Regions from separate parts of the Siniperca chuatsi genome. Here region 1 is linked to region 2. The links are chromatin contacts, called in public Hi-C maps. All regions are on one chromosome and are shown on one strand. Each heading gives the region's core, a stretch centred on a gene start, on an enhancer-like site or on the middle of the called end of the contact. The rest is flanking DNA. Distances are from core to core; before and after follow the strand shown.

Region 1 (6,232 bases), core at 85-2,584, 66 kb before region 2:
TGGATCCGCCTCCTCTTGATGTCTGGCGAATCTGGATCGACGGGCTCTAAGTCCATTACCGACCTGAGAAAGGAAAAGGAGTGAGTGATGCCGATCAAGACACTTAAAGAGAACACTAACTTTCTGGGAGATTGCCCTGTTTCCAAAAAACATCCTTTGACCTTTGGACAGTCCATCTTAATATTTTAACATCCATCATGTTGAGTTTACATCAAGCACTATTCAAAATAAGAGGCCTGACCAATGTGTAACTAACAAGTTATATACCGAAGTTGTATGGCAAGCTGTACATCCAATTTTAACAGAAGTTTAAATTGTAAATATTTCTTGCACAAAAAGAAATAGTGTCTTTGGTCATAAACATGTAACTGGAAGATGAGTACCACATTTTGTTTGAATGTGAGAACAGTGAGCACTGACATGTTTATTTCTCATTTCTTCATGTGTCCAGCTCAGTATATATGTTGGTCACGAGTTACAAACCAAATTTAAGGGATGCTCATCTAAAACGTTTATTCATGTTATGTGTTTATCGGCCAGTATTGTTTTCGTATTTATTTAAGTCTCAAATGTTGATATTGTTATCGGCTGGCTCTAGCAACAGTGTAAGTGTAGTGAAAAAATAGGAAAACGTGTTTGCAAATTAATGTTTAAACTGTCAATCTAAGCTTAAGTTAATTTTGTTCATTAACATTTAACTAATATGAAAATGTTTTAACCTTTGTTCAATGAATTAATACATTGCACTTCTTTCCTGCCGTGGGCCATCATTGTGTGTCATTGTACTCCATACTACGTTAATATGGCCTTGACTTAATCAAATCCAAACCAGTTTTTCCTTTTATAACCTGTAGAACTACATTCATGTGACGTGCTTCATTTGCACAATAGAGCAACCCATCTCTCAGGGGTTCATCAGGTTCAGGTTCATTTTTAAGTTATATTGGGGCCACCAGGGGGCGTCAGAGAGTCACACTGTGGTCAACACAGCTGCACAACAGCTTCCACTTCAGCATTACTGTATCTTTCTCTCTCGTTTATTCCTTCATATCTTCTGATAATCTGACAAACTAAACCCATCCAGTCTTTTCTCTCCATTTCATTCTCGTTCAAGCTGTCTGTGCTGTGATATTCTGATTTAATTCAGATTTTTTTGATATTCATTGATAAGCATGATGTAAATAAAGTTGATTTGGAAAAAAAAGAAGCCTCTCTGTGTCTCCCTAACCATTTTACAAGGTGTGACGGCAAACTGAATTACGAAACGATGTTTACACCCCAGGTCTGGGACAGCCCTGCCCAGCAAAACACACACACACACACACACACACACACACACACACACACACACACACACACTGCGTCTTACAAAAAAAACAAATGCCCACAAACACACTTGTTCACTTTGTTTAAATTAAAGTCTCTTTCTCTTTCTGTGTGCCACACACACACACACCAGATTACAGCACTAAATTAACCGTCGACATCCACACCCGGAATTTCAGTTACAGTCAGGCGGCCTCACCCACTGGGTGTGGCAGGAGCTCTGTCGTGATTTACTAATAAACACACTGGACAGACACGTTCACACAAACACAAATATTACTGTACATAAAAGAGACTTCACTGGCACACTAACCTTCACTCTGCAACCTTACAACAACCTTTCAAATGGCCACACTTGCCTTGAGAGGACCAAATGTCCTCAGTCAAGTGTGTACTGAGCATGCACACACACACACAGACATACGTGCACACACTTGTCTTCCTGTGATATAGCCAGGGCGTCTCCAGTGTGTCCTGCTGTACAGAGGGTTATATAAGGTTACATAAGTGTCCAGTCATGGCAGCGCTGCAGTAATGTAATTAGTCAGGAGGCTGCAGGGGAGGGAGGTGATCCACACAAAGACCGTATTTCCCAGAAACCCTGCTGCGCATTAGTGTCTCTCTCGCTGGACCTGCCGACTCGTATCATACTTTACACTGAGGTTACATCACGCGTGGTTCATGGCAGTCAGGATGCAGTTAGCTTAGCTTAGCATGCAGACTGGAAACAGGGGGAAGCAGCTAGCCTGGCTCTGTCCAAAATACACCTACCAAACCTCTAAACCTCTGTTTAGCAAGTTTTGCCTTTTGGCAAAGAAACAGCCGAGCGGAGTGACTGTACACAGCATCCTGAAGTTTTATCATCACAGTGAGGTAGCCAGGACATATCTGGCAACCCCTGCTTGAGATGCTGCACACAAGTGCTGGGCGGACGGATAAACTGTTTTGCTTAAAGAAAGTTTGTGTACGGGTCAAAGTTATCATGTTTATTAGTCAACTTTAGAGGTGATTAAAAAAATCTTATCTCATTCTTGGAATGACAGCAATTAAGCGTATTTCCCAAAATGCTGAACTACTCCTTTAAGGTCTTACAAACATGTTGAATGCATACCTTGTCTCGTAAACACGTAACGTAAACAAAACTATTATAATTATAACAACTAGCAGTCTTCTTCTGTTCTTTTAATGATATACTGGTACTGTTAACAAAGCATTTCTGCCACCCGCTGCCAGTGTGTGCTGCATAAAACTGAGGGATACAGCTGTTGTCTGTTATTTAGTAGATACAGACTTTGGCCTAAGCAGAAATGTTTCAAGAGTTAAAATACCTTCCAATCTAATATAAGAGATTTGCCTTATTTGTATCACTGATATAAACTGGACTGATCAACTGAATACTCTGAAGTCAAAACATATAAAAAAGTAAAGTCAGCATGGAGACAAGGGTAGTTTGTCACATGTTCAAACTTAAGCTACTGCCCTGGAAATTCACAAGTCTTCAAAACAGAATTCAGAGTTATTCAGATTAGTGTGGGTCTACAACCCGCTATACATTTGCATTTCCATGCTTTACAGTTACAGCGATGTGGACTGCATCACCCGCATGCTAATGCACATGCTGGTAGAGAACAAGATCCAAACAAAACAGAGACCTGCTCATCAAATCATTGCGCCACTAGTGGTCAAAAACGCAGTGTACCTTTAACTCGTCCCTGCTCGACACCCACTATAACCCTGAGGAGGACCATCACACAGATCCCCGGATCTGATTGGCTGAGATACATTTTACCACAAAAGATGGGCGAAGTTGTGAAGAAACTTAGCTTGAAGAAATGTAGCTTTTCTGATCCATTTCTGCAAATGTGTTTCAGTGTGTCCCATTTTCATGTCTGGATATTTAATTATTATGCATAAACTCACACAGGTGTGGGAAAAATTTGATATGCAAAGTGTGCCTAAATGTAGTCTGTTTGTCATGTCCATCTGTGGCTAAACTCACCCGGCGTCGAGGCTCTGGGCACTGAGGGAGGCCGATCCAGACTCTGTACCGCTCTCTGCATCACTGTCACTCTGATACTCCACCGGAGAAGTTGAACCCGGCTTAATACGAACTGCAGAGAGGACAGGGTGGGGGAATGACAATAGGAGGATGGATAGAAAGAGGGAAACAGTGGTACCAACAGAAAGAGAAGAAAATTGAAAATTAGACAGATGGAATGTGGGATGGAAAGAGATTGAGGAAGGGTGATGGAGAGCATGAGAGGCCCAGAGAAAGAGATAAATCAGTGAATGAAATTAGGAAATGGAAGAAGCAAGGAACAGGGAGAAGTGCAGAGGTGGAGGAGGGGGTGGAAACAGACAGAAGAGAACAGTAGGGGGTTAATAACTTCTTAACAGTGATGCCTGGATTCCAGCAACTTAGCAAGACAAAGACTTGCTCTGTGTGTGTGTCTGTGTGTCTGTGTGTGTGTGTGTGTGTGTGTGTGTGTGTGTGTGTGTGTGTGTGTGTATTTAGGTGTGGTCGGCTAGGCTGCAGAATTGATGGATCAAATTTGTGGCCAAACCCCATGCTGGATTTCTCTGCACGTCTCTGTGTGTTTCTACATCTTTCACAAAAATTCTAAACGTGTTTTAGTCTTCACTTTCTGTTAACAGAAGAAGTCTTGTGAAACCACTCTCTTTCTTTCTCTCCCATTTCAACAATGGGCTTTCCCGTCAATGCAAGAGGAAAACAATGTGAACAGATGTTAATGAAATATATTCTGTAGAACTCAAAGACAATGCTAATTAGCAATTAAATTAAATTAACTAAAAGGCAAATCTCTCGAGGCTATCAGAAGCCTCTGCTGGTTGTACTCAAGTTTCGGCAAGCTGTTAGAAATACTTTCTGGGTTTTCACCAAGAAGGATAGTCCTTTAAGTTGTGGTCTTGTTTTTAAATTCTTAGTAGCTGAGAATATTTTCTGTTGAAGGCTGGGTATTTGGACATTTAAATTCAGGCCCACTTGAACAAACATGACCTGTTGTCTCAGTGTGAGATTACACAAGATCAGAAGATCACATTTGATATTTAAAGCTGCTATAATCAATAGTTTTATACGAACAAACAAATGACTACACGTATATGAAAGAGGTCACTGACGAAGCCACAGAAAATTTTCAGCCAGCTCTAAAGTTCTCCTCTGTCAGATAATCTGTGTCCGGATCAGACAGCAGCACTGATTTATTTAGTCTATTGGTACATTACCCCCACTCTCTCTCCCCCTCTCTCCCTGTGTCAGTCAGAGTCTCTTGCTCCTCCATCACTCCCTCTCTTTTTTCCCTAAATTCACAATTTGACAACTTCATTAGGCTGCTGCTCATCAGAAACAATTTTAACAAAGCGGAAAACACCACATGCGCAAACAAAGAACAATGTATGCAAGTTAAAAACGCAACGAATGAAAACCAAAGTGCAAATTACTAGTGCCCCTCTCCTCCCCCTCCTCTATTTGCAGGAATGTGGCAGCCATACTGTTCCAAGTCCACCCAGACTGGAGAGAGTGAGCAGGGTTGGGGCAGTTGGAAGGGTGACGCAAGGAATTTGGGTGGAGTGTCTGTGTGTTGGTATGGAGAGGGTCACACACCAAAAGACCTGTTCTTTGTATCTGGAGACAATTAAGCCACCCCCACTCCTCCGCCATTACAGCCTTCCTTTTTCAAAAGCAAAACGACCCTTCTCCTCTCCTCTCGACCCCTGCACCCTCTCCTCCTCATCCTTACTCAACCCCCCAACCCCCACCTCCACCTCACCCACCCAGTCTCGCCCCCTTCCTCCATCTGCATCTACCGATCCAGCCCTCCTTCTCCTTTTCCTCCCACACAACACCAAAGCACATGAACAGCGAATGTCAGCTGCCTCCTGCTTCTTCACTTTACAGGTTCGGCAAGACACAGAAAATATCAAAGTTTGCATCTCCTTCTCTCTCCCTCACTTACTCACTCCTCTTGTCTGGCTCACATCTTCACTCTTTGTATCTGTTTCTCGTGTCAGATTGTTGTACAGCACTCCTGGGCTATGAAATGCAGCAACCTTCAGAATCCACCTGGCCCTACTCACAAGATTAGATGATATTACATTACATTTAGGGAAACCTGAATGGTCCCTCTGAGGAAACTGAGTAAATGGTAACTGCGCTAACTGTATGTATAACTGTATGTATCTATAAGCTACTGTATGTGTGTTGATGATATTCTTGACCCATCTGTTTGGTTTCCTTTGTTATAAAGGATACAGACCTGCCAGGTTGGTAAATATGATACTGACACCGCTTTTAAAGGATACCTCCAGTTTATTGAAACTTGAGTCGTATTTTCATAGTTTTGCCCATCATTCCTTTAATTGTAGTTCACCCAGTTAATTTCTGAGATCTGGGAACACAGCAACATTATTAAAAAGGCAGACGGGGCAGGAAATATTATAAACAAACCCCTGAGTTAGCCAAATGTATTTGGAAGAGAAAACAACAGCAAACAGTAAAATTAGCCATCATTGCCATCTTTGGAGTTTTTTGAAATGCGTGCTGGGAAATGAAGTAAAGTAAAAGAGGCCGTTTGAGACAAAGTGGAGAAAGTAAAAGATAAAAATTCTAACACTCTGTGACACAAGAACTCCTGGCATGTATTGAACGTCACATGCTGATGAGATCAAACAGTGTGAGAGCATCTTCAGGCCAGTTTGTGTGCTGGAGATTCTTCTAGACATTTCTGAGAGTCACTGCCTCCCTTGTTTACATTCCTGAATCGAAGCCACGCTGGTTTGGATTATAAACCAAGGTGAACTAAACTGACTTTACGGAGGGAGTTTACTGCAGTTTGTCAAAGGGGTGGAGGCCTGTTTTGCCAGCTTGACTGAGCGAATGTCGAGC
Region 2 (5,827 bases), core at 2,577-5,076:
AAAAGAAGACGTCACAGAGAAGTCTGAGGACGGATCTGAGGATAATAAGACCCGATCCAAAATGTTAAAAGACCCAAATAGAGAAAGAACACCAACACAATTAACAAGCAGCAAGCAAAATAAGAGCTGATAACAAGTCAGCTCGGATCCACTCGGAGTATGTGACACACAGATCCAAGAACCAGGCAATAGAAGGGAACACTAGCCGCCGCGATTAGACAGAAAACAATTTGGACCTGGTTCAACTTGGGTCCTGTATTGGATCTTGGATAACAGGAACCGACAGTACCAGTGAAGACCTCTACGTTACAATCCCACTTCCTAAAAGCCTGACTTTTATTTGAATTTAACACATTTGGCGTACAAGTTTGACCTGCAAAGCTCAGCCACTTTAAGCTGCTTGCAACTGGAAAACACAACTATGCCTTCTTTCAGTGTTCAGCAGTATGCTTGCTGCAAATTCCTGTAGATTTACTGTATTTGGCAAATAAAGTGCTTGTGACTCAGATGCTGGTGTAAATGTGCATTGACTGGGTTACTGACATGCGGCATAAGTCATAAATGCCCTTGTTGTATCTAATGGATTATAATTATAATTGTACAGGGGGAGTCATGACAACACCTCACTAAATGTATTGCGTGCTGAAAGCTATTTACTGTGGTTACTACTTTTAAAATGGCAAGGTTATGCGGTGCAGGGGTAAAAGCGGTCTTCTTCAGTCACAAGGCTACAGTCGGTTTCCACTTTCAGTTAAAAGCCCTTCATTGAGCAAAGCAGTCACATGTTTTCTCTGGAGCCCAAAGTACTCTGACCCTTCATACAGATTTTACAAAGGAGACACTCAAACAGGGTACAGCTAAAGGCCTTTACACACCGTGGGCGTGACGAATAAACGGCACGAAAATGTGAAGCACTCGCCTGCAAATATTTCGCATCAAAACTATTCATACTGTCAGCGATCCGCAGTACTACTGTTGCAGTGGACAGCGTGTCTGTCAAATATGATCTTCACCTGCGCCCACACAGACGCTCAGGACACGATGGTCAGCAGCACCACCTCCATCACAGGCTTTCACTGCGCTGCTGCTGCAGAAATCCTCTGTAGATCATTAACAGTTAAAAACCAGTCTGCGCTTCTTGGGACAAAAACAAAATCAAACAGATCCGCCATTATCATTAGGAGTTGTGACGTGACGTCCAACACGCGCAATTTCATTGGTTAATGCCTTTATTCACTGTGCGAAAACTCAGAAAAATCGACCTCACTCCAAAAAAAAATGTATGTCACTTTTTTGGCGTGTAATATTCACCTTCTGTGTGAAAGTACTAAAAAAAAAAAGTTCAGAAAAACATATTGACATGCGTAATAACCGCACGAAAAAAACGCCCCCGGTGTTCAAAGGCCTTAAGTCGCTAGCTTTGCTAACCCACCTTCACCTGAAGATGGAGCTGCCCTAGTGGAGCTCAGTGGAAAAAGGTGACACTTACGAGAGGAGGAAATGTAATGTTATGAAGACTAGCATTCTTGTTATACCTGAAGAAATGCTTCTTAGAAATATCTTTGTTAGCATAGAGTGGCTAACCATCCAAGTTCAAAACCAGCCTGTAACGTTAGCTATCAAGACACAAAAGATAACTTGCCTGCTAACATTTTGAATTGATGAAATATCCTTTCCTTTTATGTTTTTAGTCATGTTCTGACCTTAGTTTTTGTTAGTCGTGTTTGCCAGTTAGCTAACTTTGGCTCTTTTTGGTTTCACAACACTAATGAGATTATTTCAACTTCCATAGCAGCTCTACCTCTGAGAAATGTTTGTATAAGTACACTTCCCCTTAGCTGTCTTAGTCCCTGTTAGCTTGACAATGTTAGCTATCATTTCCACTTTAAAGTCTGCTGACCATCCAGCAAATACATTTCTAACAGCCGACATGACACAACACTCGTTAACTTTACACGTGTACATTTGAGGTACTCAAGGAAACTGGATAAGGAAAAGTGTTGCTCATAGGTGTGAAATACAGGGTTGGTACAAGAAAGTGCTAGGTATCTGTATAGTATATCTATTAAATTATTATGGTAAGTTATCAAAACGATTATTTATGATCCGGCTAGACAAATGTCTTGCAATTTTTCCACCGCCTCCTTTACGACTTCCTAATGCACCATCAACTATTCAACAGTGTCACACAACTGGTTGCAGGCTGCGCACTTTAAGTATACTTCAGTGGAGTGTAAGGCTGAAACAATTGTCAATTGATCAATTTGTCGATCTAGAGAAAATCAATCGCCAGCTATTTTCATAATTGAGTAATCGTTAAAACATTATTTATAAAGCACACATACTAAATATTCTCAGGTTCCAGCTTCTAAAATGTAAGAATTTGGATTAAGGATTACTTTTCTCATTTTGTTTTTTATTTTAAATTGAATATCTTTAGGGTTTGTGCTGTTGGTTGGACAAAACAAGCAATTTGAAGACATCGCCTTGGGCTCTCAGAAAATTTGGTGGGCGTTTTTTCCTGACATTTTATATTAACAATTAATTTATTAATCAACAAAAAATAATCGTCAGACTAATGGATAATGATAATAACAGTGTGTTGAAGATTAGGTCAGACCTGTCTTGCCCGCACTCCACACTGAAACAAGATGTGATGTCACCAATGCTCCAATGCTGGTAATTACAAAACATTGAACGGAGCAAAAATTAAGTACAAAAAATAAAATTTAAAAAAACAGCAGAGCAAGAGTGATACTTCATGATATCACTGCTAGTGTTTACTGCACACAACTAAAATCCATCAAACAAGCAATCCTTGTTCAAACACAAGACACATCAATTGTCACTATCGGTTGGCCATGAAAATTTGCAGGTCAAAGTCCACTTCTGTATGAGGAACTTGTTGTTGTGTACCAAACTGTAACTTGTCTCCATCATCTTCCCTGCAATCCATCAAACCAACAGATCTGGAGCTGCAGTGAGGATACTGGTGTTTGCTTTAAGCTTTGTGTACCATAACATTGTGATCACCGGCCAGATTTAATTTACTTTAGAGTATACTGCCAGCCTGACTGACACACAAACATACTCTGTTGAAGCTAGACTCATTTAAAGGCGCAAGTCGGCAGCAGGGCCCATGCAGAGTGTAGCTGGAAGCGGTGCACCTGGCTGCTTCCCAGGGTTGTGCGTTTGTGCGTTTCAGATGAGGCTGCTGGCCCTTTAAAAGCTAAGATGGTGTCCTACAAGCTGCAGCTTCTGCCTTCCGTTTCCTTCCTGCCTCTCAGAGATCACAGAGCATTTAAAATTGAACCTGAACGAACCTCGCACAGAGAGAGAGAAAGCCAGAGACAGAGGAGACAGAGGTTTCCGTATTAACCGTGGAAATGACCGTGCTCTCAGCAATGCAATGAGGTCGCTGTTACAAAATTCTTCCACTAATTGCAAAATAAACTGCCTGCCTGCAAGGATACACTTGCAATTGACTGTTACAGGTATATATACTCACTGACATTTATATTTGGCACATGTTGAGCTGACAATGTCAGCTCTGCTTGTGTACAGGCAGAGCATCCACACAGATAGATGTTCCTTCTGTTTGTTTTTTTTCATTGACCAGGGCAAAGTCAATAACGTGCACTTACTTTCTTATTACGGGTCTCCGTGTGCATCTCGGTTGCAGGAGCGGTGCAGCGGCGGAGGGGTGGAGCAGCAGGAGCAGGAGGGGGTCGGTCGGGGCTTTGGGTGTAACGTTAGCTCTATCTGAATAACAACTGTCAGGGAGAGAGGAGGGTTTTGGGGGGGCTAGTTTTCCACCTTTACAGTAAATGTTCGGGATATAGGAACACGATCCCTGCCTCTTCCAGTGTTTCTTTTCAGTTCATATCCGCAGCGTCGAAGGCTCCCTTTGCTCCCCCCAAATACTGCCAGTCTCTCTGTGTCTCTCCCTCTCTCTGACGGCGTGTTGTTGCCGTGTATTCAAGGGCTGGGCTCTCTCTCTCTGCCTTTTCCTCCTCCGCCTCTCCCTGCTTGTGACCCCACCCTGCGTCCCCACCCCTCATCTCTCTGTCAGTCATGAGCTGCGCAGCCCTGCAGAGGAGCCGAGCTACCGGCGATCCGACACCGGCTGCAGGCAGGCGGGCAGGCAGGCGGGCAGGAGGAGAGCATCTGCAGCAGAACTGCGCGCTAATGCATGGTGAATTTCAATTGCATGCAACCAGCACGGCTCTGCTCGCATCCATGTATCCCCATCTGTTAATGCCATGCTGCAGCAGCGGCTGCTTATTGCCAAGCAATGGTGAAGAGAAGCACCATGTCACCTTACTGACGTCAGCCAGCAGGCTAATTGAGGACACTTCAGCTGGGTGGGGAGGGTGAGAGCTGTTCATAGTATATATTCAGTATGGCTTTGCAGCCTTACGTTTGATAAAAGCTCAGATAGATGAAGGAAGGCAGCCAAGTCTGATGATAGGCATGGCGTTCCAACCACACCCTTTCTAATGAAGCAGGGTGTGGCACACACGGGGTTGTATGTGCTTTTCTTATTTCATAACAGAAAAAAAATGCATGCAACATGTTAGGTCTGGTGTGGATTTCCATAGAGAGAACAGCATACAGCCAAACAGCTAAAAAGAAAACACACACACACACACACACACACACACACACACACACACACACACAATCTGGTTACCATATAGGCTTTTTCTCTCAGTTGTTAACATTTCTGCACTAAATACAAGACGCGTGGCTCTATTTTCAGCCCAAAATGCCCCAAATCTAAGTTCTGGCATTATTGTCCCCAAGTGTAACCATGAAACATAGTTTATATTTCATTATTATTCATGTGGGGATTCTACTACATTTCCCATGATTCCTCACGCCGGAAGTGGAAGCACAAGGCGGAAGCATGCGAAGGTAAACAAAACTTTGAGTTATAAGTGTCATATACCATTTGTTTTATAAGAATTGTGCTCTTTTAATCAAACGGATTCGGTTTTCGAACTGATTTGACACTAGTGTTGCCCGAAAATAACAGTTTAATGCTGAAACGTACCTTTTACGTCGATCATTCGATCTACTTAAGGCACCGCTGTTGTCATGGAGATAGCTGCAGCCAACTAAGCTAGCGTTAGCTACTCTGTGGCTGCCGTATATGTTTTGTTATTCACGATTTCATTCCAAATTACGTTAAACTGGATATTTACATTTTTATTAACGGAGTCATAGCTTAGCATAGACAGTCTGTCTCACCTCTGGCAGCTATCCTCGTCAAGGGTGCCTCGGGTGGTCTCAATTTATCACATGGACTGGCCTGTTAATTATTAAATAAAGGAATTTCCAGAGAGTTGAAATAAAACAAAGAAGTTAACGTTAGAAACAGAAATACATTAGTCATCTCTCCTCTTTTTCAAAAGCCAGTTAAGGGGACAGTTCACCCCAAAATCAAAAATACATATTTTTCCTCGTACCTGTAGTGCTATTTACCCATCTAGATTGTTTTGGTGCGAGTTGCCGAGTTTTGGAGATGTCGGCCGTAAAGATGTCTGTCTTTTTTTAATATAATGGGACTAGATGGCACTCGGCTTGTGGTGCTCGAAGCACAAAAAAAATACATTTGAAAAACTTAACAGCAATGTCTCTTTCCCGGTTACTCAAGATAATCCACAGACCTTGTTGTGAGCAGTTTCTTGTAGGAACTGTCTGTAGAAAGAAAAGAGTTCCCACATGAAACTGCTCACAGCTAATCTGTGGATTATCTTGAGGGTTTTTTTGAGTTTTTCAAATGTATTTTTTGACGCTTAAAGCACCACAAGCCGAGTGCCAT

What was found. A called contact is a pair of places that touch in the nucleus more often than the background predicts.
Region 1: a Hi-C map of liver shows a contact between it and region 2, with 2.8 times the contacts expected there. The contact joins the enhancer-like site here to the promoter of klf8 in region 2. A contact is called at or near these places in 3 of 3 Hi-C or Micro-C datasets (liver, skeletal muscle and an unstated tissue).

Annotation. Positions count from the first base shown.
Region 1 is chrLG14:25,091,478-25,097,709 of ASM2008510v1, reverse strand. It overlaps klf8 (Krueppel-like factor 8), which reads right to left. Exons shown (of 7, transcript XM_044223464.1): 5 at 3,326-3,437; 6 at 1-63. Among protein-coding and RNA genes, the nearest start is that of klf5l, 50 kb to the left of the region's middle. Within about 2 kb of position 1,334, the one cell type or tissue checked has an H3K27ac peak away from gene starts, as active enhancers do. A contact at or near this core is called in liver, where this site is marked.
Region 2 is chrLG14:25,028,197-25,034,023 of ASM2008510v1, reverse strand. klf8 (Krueppel-like factor 8) reads right to left here and starts at 3,826. Exons shown (of 7, transcript XM_044223464.1): 1 at 3,645-3,826. The coding sequence starts at 3,671. It overlaps rbm41 (RNA-binding protein 41), which reads left to right and starts at 3,395. Exons shown (of 9, transcript XM_044223461.1): 1 at 3,395-3,494; 2 at 4,073-4,195; 3 at 4,890-4,917. The coding sequence starts at 3,410. LOC122888715 (a long non-coding RNA gene) reads right to left here and starts at 5,511. Exons shown (of 3, transcript XR_006380766.1): 1 at 5,472-5,511; 2 at 5,254-5,314; 3 at 4,380-4,625.